Regions from separate parts of the Zea mays genome. Here regions 1 and 2 are each linked to region 3. A link is a contact called in public Hi-C data. All regions are on one chromosome and are shown on one strand. Each heading gives the region's core, a stretch centred on a gene start, on an enhancer-like site or on the middle of the called end of the contact. The rest is flanking DNA. Distances are from core to core; before and after follow the strand shown.

Region 1 (2,754 bases), core at 107-2,606, 260 kb before region 3:
TGGTTTGAAAAGAGGACTACATGTTCATGTCAACACAAATTCTCAATCGCACAAGTCAGTACACCTAACTTAAAAAGTGTACTCGAGGGCATTCCCTTGTACCTAAGGGGTATTTGAATGCATTAGAGCTAACACTTAGGGCGTGTTTGGTTAGAGGGACTAAAGATTAGTCTCTAGTTTTTAGTCTCATTTAGTCCCTTTTTTGCCAAACACTAGGACTAAAATATGGACTAAAATGATTTAGTCTTTAGTCCTTCACATATGTGCTAAAAGGGACTAAACCATATTAATTCCACATTTACCCCTCATTTAGTTCAATTGTACTATAGTAGTAGAATGTTAAAGGTCATTTTAGTCTTCTTATGAGTCATTTAGTATATTCTTACTATTTTTAGCCCCTAGAACCAAACATGTTAGGGACTAAACTTTAGTCCCCTAACTAAACTTTAGTCCCTAGACTAAAGAAACCAAACATGGCCTTAGTTGGCTAAAAAAGTTGCTAATGGAATTGGCTAGAAAGTTGCATTAGAGCTATTAGATAATTTGCTAAAAATAGCTAATAGCTGAACTATAAGCTATACTGTTTGGATATCTTCAACTAATTTTAGCAGCTAACTATTATCTCTAGTACCCGATCATTACTCCCGCCAACTTATCCATACTTCCATCAATCATTTCCATGCCTCTCAGGCTGCAAACGTAACATGTAAGGAATGCAGACAGGAAAACATGGCACCGACGGGTTACTCCTATCAAACAACTTTTTTTTTCCCGGGTCGCCCAAATCCAACCGTGACTGAGCAATTCGCCATGGAAGCCCAAAAGTAGCACGACCAAATTACCCTTTCCCCATCCAAAACGGGGAGACCGCAAAGCCGAGGGATGGATGGAATTAGGCGGCGTCCCAAACGAAAAGGGGAAGGACCGAAGGAATCAGGCGGCATCGCCCAGGTAGATACATAGATAGATAAGAGAAAGGCGACGATTACCGCAGATCTTGACTGGGGCGTGGATTCGGAGGAGATTGGGCTGGGAGAGGAGCACCCGCTTGCCCTCTACGCAGAGCTGCCGGATCTCCGCCTCGGACAGCTGCACCTGGCGCCCGCCTCGGCCGCCCTCCACGAGGCGGCGCACCATCTCGTCCACCGCCGCGCCCTCCATCGGCCCCATCGGTGCCCGCGTCATCATCATCTTCCCGCCCCCTTCCTTCCTGCCCGGAGACGGCCGCGGCGTGTGGCGCAGGACGAGAGAGAGAGAGAGAGAGAGAGAGAGGGAGAGAGGAGTGAGGAAGAAGAGGGAGAGGGTGGGTGGGCCCGGGGGCCGTGGGGGGTGGGGAATGTGGATTGTGGAACAAATGGAGGTTGTCGTCGACGAACCGAACAATTCGTCGGGCTGAAGTGTTCAAAACCGCGTGAAGGAGCATCCACCGTTGGTTCCGCGATGGACGGCCTCTGATCAACGAGGCGGATCTCTATCCAACCGTTTTGTCATTTGCTATTGACAAGGAGAATTTTGGAATTACGACATTACGATAATTGGATTTTGTTAAATTGTCATCAAATATATAGGTTTCGTCAAATTATCATCAAATATAAGGGTTTCGTTCTGGTGCCATTATTAACTGGGACACCTACGCTAAAATGTCAAGAAAACAGTTGGGGCGTAACCCTCTTAGCGACGTGCCATATCGAAAGTCGGGTATGATGTTAAATGGGTAAGGGTCGAGACACCACCCACTTGGTGGCACACCGTATCGTGATCTGGATGCGGTGTCAAGTGAGCAAGGATCGGGTCGTCGCTTCCTTAGTGGGCTAGTGGCGCGCTACATCGGCGTCCGGGTGTTGTGACAAATGTACAAGGGTCTTCGCTCCTGTCTCAACGGGTGCGAGGGGTAAGGAAGCTAGTTGAGCCGACTAGGATCCGTGTAGGTAGTTGGAAGGTAGGATCCCTTACAGGTAAGCTAAGAGAGTTAGTCGATGCAGCGAGAAGGAGCCGTGTTAATATCCTATGTGTCCAGGAGACAAAATGTAAGGGCAAAAAGCGAAGGAGGTGGAGAACACTGGTTTCAAACTATGGTACTCAGGAACAGTGGCAAACAAAAAGGAGTAGGTATCCTGATTGATAATACCCTCAAGGATGGAGTGGTGGACGTCAAAAGGCAGGGAGATATGATTATCCTAGTCAAACTAGTTTTGGGATGTAGTCTTGAACATTATAAATGCTTATGCCCCTCAGGTTTGTCTTAGTGAGAGCGAGAAGATGAAGTTCTGGAAAGACTTAGATGACATGGTCAGAGCGGTACCCACCAATGAGAAGCTTTTCATAGGAGGATATCTCAATGGTCATGTAGGTTCAACAAATGTAGATTATGAGCTAGCTCATGCAGGCTTCGGGTATGGTAGTAGGAATCAAGAAGGAGATGATATTTTGGACTTTGTTGTAGCCTACAACCTATTGATAGCCAACACTTTCTTTAGAAAGAGAGATTCTCATTTGGTGACTTTTAGCAGTGGCCATCGTTCGAGCCAGATCGACTTCGTGCTCACAAGGAGAGAAGATAAACAAGCTTGTTTGGATTGTAAGGTGATACCTGGAGAGAGTGTTGAGCCCCAACATAATCTTGTGGTGGCTGACTTCTGTTTTCGGATCAGTACCCATAGGGTTAAACAAGCCAAAATTGCGAGGACGAAGTGGTGGAAACTCAAAGGGGAGACATCCGAAGTTTTTAGGGAAAGAGTTTTTGTGGAGGGCGCT
Region 2 (2,700 bases), core at 146-2,645, 130 kb after region 3:
CCTAAGGTGTCTTGGCGTCGACAGGCCACCCAAGACGTCTCTAATTGACGTAGAGCCGAAGGGATGTGAAAATTTGAGGTAGAGGAAGGCTAAACTAATGTTAAACTAAAGCTACTCCTAATGCAAAAAGAAAAAAAACGATAAGTAGATTTGATTTGATCGATTATGGAGAGTTCAATCGGACGTAGTCTTTTATCTATATAAAGGGGAGGCTTGGACCCGTTATAAGTCGTTTCCCAAGTTAATTCTACAGATTTAACTAACAAATTCTAAAAAAACTCGGAATCCTAACTGATTCTGTATACGCGCGGACTCTCCACGCCACCATCGTGTACCGTCTGGACCGCGGACTGCCCGGACCCAGAATCGTCCGCGAGAACGCGACGAGTACGTTTTGTGTGTTCAACCGGAGTTATCATACCTTGAGAATGGAGTTGATCCCGCACGACGTTGCTGAGTTGAGCATACATGAGTTGGAGAGCGCAATGATGACCGTGAGTTGGCTTGGGCTAAACAGATCTCGATAGATGGATCGCAACAGCCTCCGCTCAGTTGACATACCCATTACAAATGCATTAGGTATCCATATCATGTATTTGATATTTTTTCTTGCTACCTCCAACCCAAAAAAGACAATTCTCGTCTTTAGAGATTTCTTTAAGTTTAGCTAAATCTATAAAAAATATTAATATCTTTGGTAAAAATTATCTAGAGGGCGTTTGGATAAGTTTATTTTGGAGAAATTAGAATCTACTTAATAAAATAGGCTATTTGATTTGAAATTTGACACTCCATCTTTTTCCAATAATTTAGATATAATCGTATCTTAAATTTATATCTTAAATTTATAGAGCGAAAAATGAAATTTCATTTTATGTATCATTAGGTTATATTTCTAACTTGCAATTTATAACACGCCATTCATCTAACTCTTATATAGAAAATGTAGCACATACATATCATACAAATGTATTCTACATAAAATCATATAGTTTAATGTCTTGTGCCTAAATTATGGTTATCAGAATGTAAGTCAATTCAAAGGATCAAAACAGTGCATTGGAGATTTATACTCCTGTATGCTTAAAAAGAGCAATTATCATTTTTTGGAGCCAAAAGTTTTAAGTTTATCAAAATCTGTAAAAAATACTAACATCTATGGTTGCAAAACATATTTGGAGATAAACGTGCTGATATCATTTTTTTAAGTTTATCAAAATGATATTTTTTTAAATTGAATTATTTCAAATTTAGAATTGTCGGACGAGGGAGTAAGTTAACCGCAAACTCATAGCAGCACGGTTAGAATTATTCAAAAATCCATTGAAACGAACTAAAACTCCGCCGTCCGCCCGTCCCCGCCCTTTTCCTTCTCTTCTCCCACTCTCACTATACCCATTTCTCGAGATCTCGGCGAAACCCTAGTGAAACCCCCGCCGTGGGGGCACCAAGACGCCGCAATGCTGCACGAGCTCCTCCTCGCGCTGCTCGGCTTCACCGGCGACTTCGTCCTCGACGTCTCTCTGCCGCGGCGCCGCGCCGCCTCCCAGGACGCCGGCGAGGATGGAAACGGAGACGGTGAGGTGGGCCCCTCCTTCCGCCTCGCGCCGGACCTCACCTTCCTCCAGCCATCAGAGAGGTAAGGGCAAACACCTACACCCGCCCGCGGACGCGAATATGTGGCAGTGCTGTAGTGCTATGCGGCGTCCGTGATCTGCTTGGGATTGGGATCTTTGTGCGGCTGTGGGCGGATATGGAGTTAGGTGTGGAGGGGGTGGTAACGGGCCATTTAATTTAGCCTAGCAAATTTACGGATCGAATCAAGTTAGGGCCGGATCATAAAACAATACAATTTTGAACTAACAAAATTAAGGGCCTTGTTGATTTATGAAGCAAGTATTAGGGCCATGATCCATTACCACCCCGTGTGGTCAGGTGCCACCGAGTTCTGGAGAAATTTATGCAGAAAATTACCTTTATTGGTGGTTCTTATGCATGCCTAAGCACAATTTCGTCACTTGATGTTTATTAGTTCATGAAATTATCGCCATAGCCATCCATTTTTGGACCATAGCATGCTTTGTGAAATTTGCAATGCAATGAATACACATACACTGGTTGAGTCGATCAGTCTGGAGTTATACAATCTACATTTTGCCATTATCTCATTAGAAGAGCACAAATTTCATGGTAATGAAAATCGATACTTATATCCCGTCTTCTGCTCAGGAATAAGCTTTCCGTTTTTTTGGTTCCTGGGAAGTGGAAAACACGCCTCTGGATAACTGGGAAAATTGATACTTAATCCACTAGAGTTCATGTTCACAGGTTCTGAACTTCACTCTGCTCAGGGCCTGTTTGGTAACAATGTTTCACAAAACCATGATTTTACAATACTATACTTTGCAATTGTCATGACAAAACCATAGTTTTGGTCAGCTCTAAGAACACTAGCTATTGTTTGGATAAAAAACTCAGCTGGGGAGGGTAAGCCCACCCTTGCGGTATTACATTAATAGAAGGCCGTGGCAACGGTCCCAACCGAGAAACCCCCGAACCCTGTCCTCCCATCACTAATGGGCTGATTCAAGCTGCCCACTCTGCAAAGGCCCACCTAGGCCTGAGGGTGGCGCATAGCCGAGTCATAGCCTGAGAGCAGATGAGGAACAACGAGAAGATTTTTTATGCAGGGCCAAGGTT
Region 3 (2,758 bases), core at 151-2,650:
CAAGTAGCTAAAAGATAGTGAACCTCTTGAGTTTATCCCTACGTAACCTTCGCCGACTTATCCTCGCATGGCTCTTGCTGCATGGGGGCTTCAGCGCGGGAAAGTCGGGTCTTTGTTGTGATTCATTCGTTCGTCGTTGTGGGCCGCCTGTGTTTGCACTAATCAGTCTTACGTCTTCTTTGTTGGTTGCCTTTCCCTAGGCCCACGAAAGAATGACCTTACGAATTATTGGGCCCTTGGGCCTTTCGTGAGGCCTTTTACTTCTTTAGTGGACCCAGGGGATATCTGTCCCCCACACTAGCTGCAAGTGCCTATGCAGGTTATGCCGACGGGTCCAGGCCGACAGCTTCCAGCAGCTACACAAACTATCCGGGATCCGTCTATCGCCCCCAGCAACCATTTATTCGACTCATCTCCCTTATAAGTGTTGTGTCGGTGATAAGGTGTAACTTTACTCATTTTCTTTCTTTCTTTTTGACTCATCCATAGCGCTGGGTTTTGGAGGTCTAACTGATGTAGTCCAGTTTCTTTCAAATTTGTATGAGACGTCGGTCAAATTGAGTGTTCTCATCTATATCTATATTACACTATTAAAACCTAATATGGGCATCTCATGCTACCTCGTCGTCGCCCCCCACGAACTTCGCACCGACAGTTCCACCTGTTCGGCTCGCTCGTCGTTCCATTCCGTCCTCGCCCCCATTCTTCTTGTACGCGGCTGATTGCGACCCTCGCCCTCGCCTCCCCACAGCACCAAAACTGACCCCTCCCCGCGCAGCCTGTGCTGCCTCGGGGACGCCATTGTCGGCAATGCGGTAGAAGCATGCTTGGCCCGCTCCACAGGCTCCTCTCGATGTGCGGCGGGGTCTAGCCCACCTCATCGGCCCCGGTGTCGTGGTCTCCTTTGGGGACGACTCTAAGGGCTGCAACGACCTGTTTTGGTGACACGACCTCGTGCGCTGCCATATCGGCAACGTCTCCATCATCGTACCCTAGGCCAACCTAGTGCTCGAGGAACTTTTCTCATAACAGTATAACACACATTTATATATAACCTATTATGATATTATATATTTCGTTGCAACGCACGGACACTCACCTAGTATATATATAAACCAATACATTCATATGTCTATAGCTAATACTCGGTTATACATATGCTCCCGACTTTACGTAGTTTTTTACTGAGATAAGAAACGGTACCAAGTCATAAAATAGTCCTTAGTACAGTACTACTGTACAATGTGACAGTTAGAGTTGTAATAACAAACTATACGAGGTGTTCATAGCAAAACACCCGTATTATTCGCTTTCTTGCGCCGCTCCCTGTTTTTTTCCAGTTTTTTATCTCTCTATATCTAATTTCTCGTGGAGGCGAGCAGATAGACAGGAGAGAGAACGCACGCAAGAACGCGCTCTCCTCGCGATTGGACAGGGCGCGAACACCCCGAGGACGCGCGCGATCCCCGAGGACACGGGGGTGACAGCCTCGCCGTCGCCGGGGCGGCCGTTTCGAGCTCCGTCCCGCCTCGGCCCGGCTCAGATTTGGTGGGATCCGGCCAAGAAATCCCGCAGTTGGTGAGGAGGAGAGGAGGGGAGAGGAAGGGAGGGCGGAGGGGATGGGCGTCGGTGCGGAGCCCAAGGATCAGGCGGCGACGGCCGCTGGGGTGCCGGCAGAGCAGGACGAGGCGGGCGGGAAGGAGGACAAGGCCGCCGCGGTGTCCTGCTCGATCTGCCTCGACGCGGTGCTCGCTGCGTCCGGGGAGAGGTCCACCGCCAGGCTGCACTGCGGCCACGAGTTCCACCTAGGTAATTCTTCATAGACGCCGGATCTGTCGGTGGATTGTTGCTTGCGAAGTTTGTGGTTCAATCGCGTGGTAGGTGCTATTTTTGGGTTGTAGTGTCAAATTGAATGTGTGGATCCTTAAATGTGGCCAAATTCGTAAAAGTTTGTTTAATTTCGCTGAAATAGAATCGGTTTCATAATTTGTAGTTGCCTCTATGCTGAATTTTGGGCTAAGAAGTTCTAAAGGTCGGATCTTTTCAGCTGTATAGGCTTATGCTTTTGTTGCATGAACATGTTTTGTGGATGATTTTTTCCTATTTCAGTTGGCTTCATATGTCGGTACTGTTTGTGTGCGAGATTTGTTGTATGAGGATGATTTGAGAGTGTGCATGATTCTGAATTTTAGATTCAAGTTCGAGATGTCTATTTTTTCTTGTAACCTTGAATAATTTATAGTTACTTTAAAGGTTTTATGTGCCAATTTTGTGCTCTATCAATCTACTTGATAAAAGGCCCCATTTTTTGGGAGCAAGTCAATATTGAGACGGTGATTTGCAAATATGTTAGGAAATGTTACCAGTCTGTCTGTGCTGAAGAGCTCCAACTGCCTGAGAACCATGAGATGCAGAGAAGAAGTTTGTCGCCCCAATTCTCATTGGGCTGGTGCAGAGTGGGCCAAGTGAGCCCGGCCTGTTGGCCGTGTGTGTGGTGAGGAGTCCAGTATCGTATAAGTATCGTGTCTTGTAACAGGGAAAAGGGATCGAAAACTAAAAGATACAATTCCCAGCTTTCTGCTTCTGTTCTTCCTTCCCGAACTCTCTTCTTCCCTTCCTGTTGGCACTCCCTTCCTCTTGGTGTGTTAACAATTGGTATCAGAGGTCCACCGATCCTCAGATCCTCTTCTTCCCATGGCGTCTTCTCTGATCGATCCCACTCTCACCCTCTCCCTCGAGCACCAAACCAGGGTCATCT

The links. A called contact is a pair of places that touch in the nucleus more often than the background predicts.
Region 1: a contact with region 3 is called in a Hi-C map of bundle sheath, with 2.8 times the contacts expected there. The contact joins the promoter of LOC100284227 here to the promoter of LOC100280330 in region 3. A contact is called at or near these places in 2 of 25 Hi-C or Micro-C datasets (bundle sheath and tassel).
Region 2: a Hi-C map of root tip shows a contact between it and region 3, with 2.1 times the contacts expected there. The contact joins the promoter of LOC100381625 here to the promoter of LOC100280330 in region 3. A contact is called at or near these places in 4 of 25 Hi-C or Micro-C datasets (ear, root tip, tassel and 1 more).

What each region holds. Positions count from the first base shown.
Region 1 is chr6:137,997,339-138,000,092 of Zm-B73-REFERENCE-NAM-5.0, reverse strand. LOC100284227 (serine/threonine-protein phosphatase PP1) reads right to left here and starts at 1,356. Exons shown (of 4, transcript NM_001157122.1): 1 at 990-1,356. The coding sequence starts at 1,191.
Region 2 is chr6:137,611,082-137,613,781 of Zm-B73-REFERENCE-NAM-5.0, reverse strand. LOC100381625 (Gamma-tubulin complex component 4) reads left to right here and starts at 1,395. Exons shown (of 16, transcript NM_001174442.1): 1 at 1,395-1,639. The coding sequence starts at 1,461.
Region 3 is chr6:137,741,602-137,744,359 of Zm-B73-REFERENCE-NAM-5.0, reverse strand. It overlaps LOC100280330, which reads left to right and starts at 1,400. Exons shown (of 6, transcript NM_001153256.1): 1 at 1,400-1,809. The coding sequence starts at 1,620.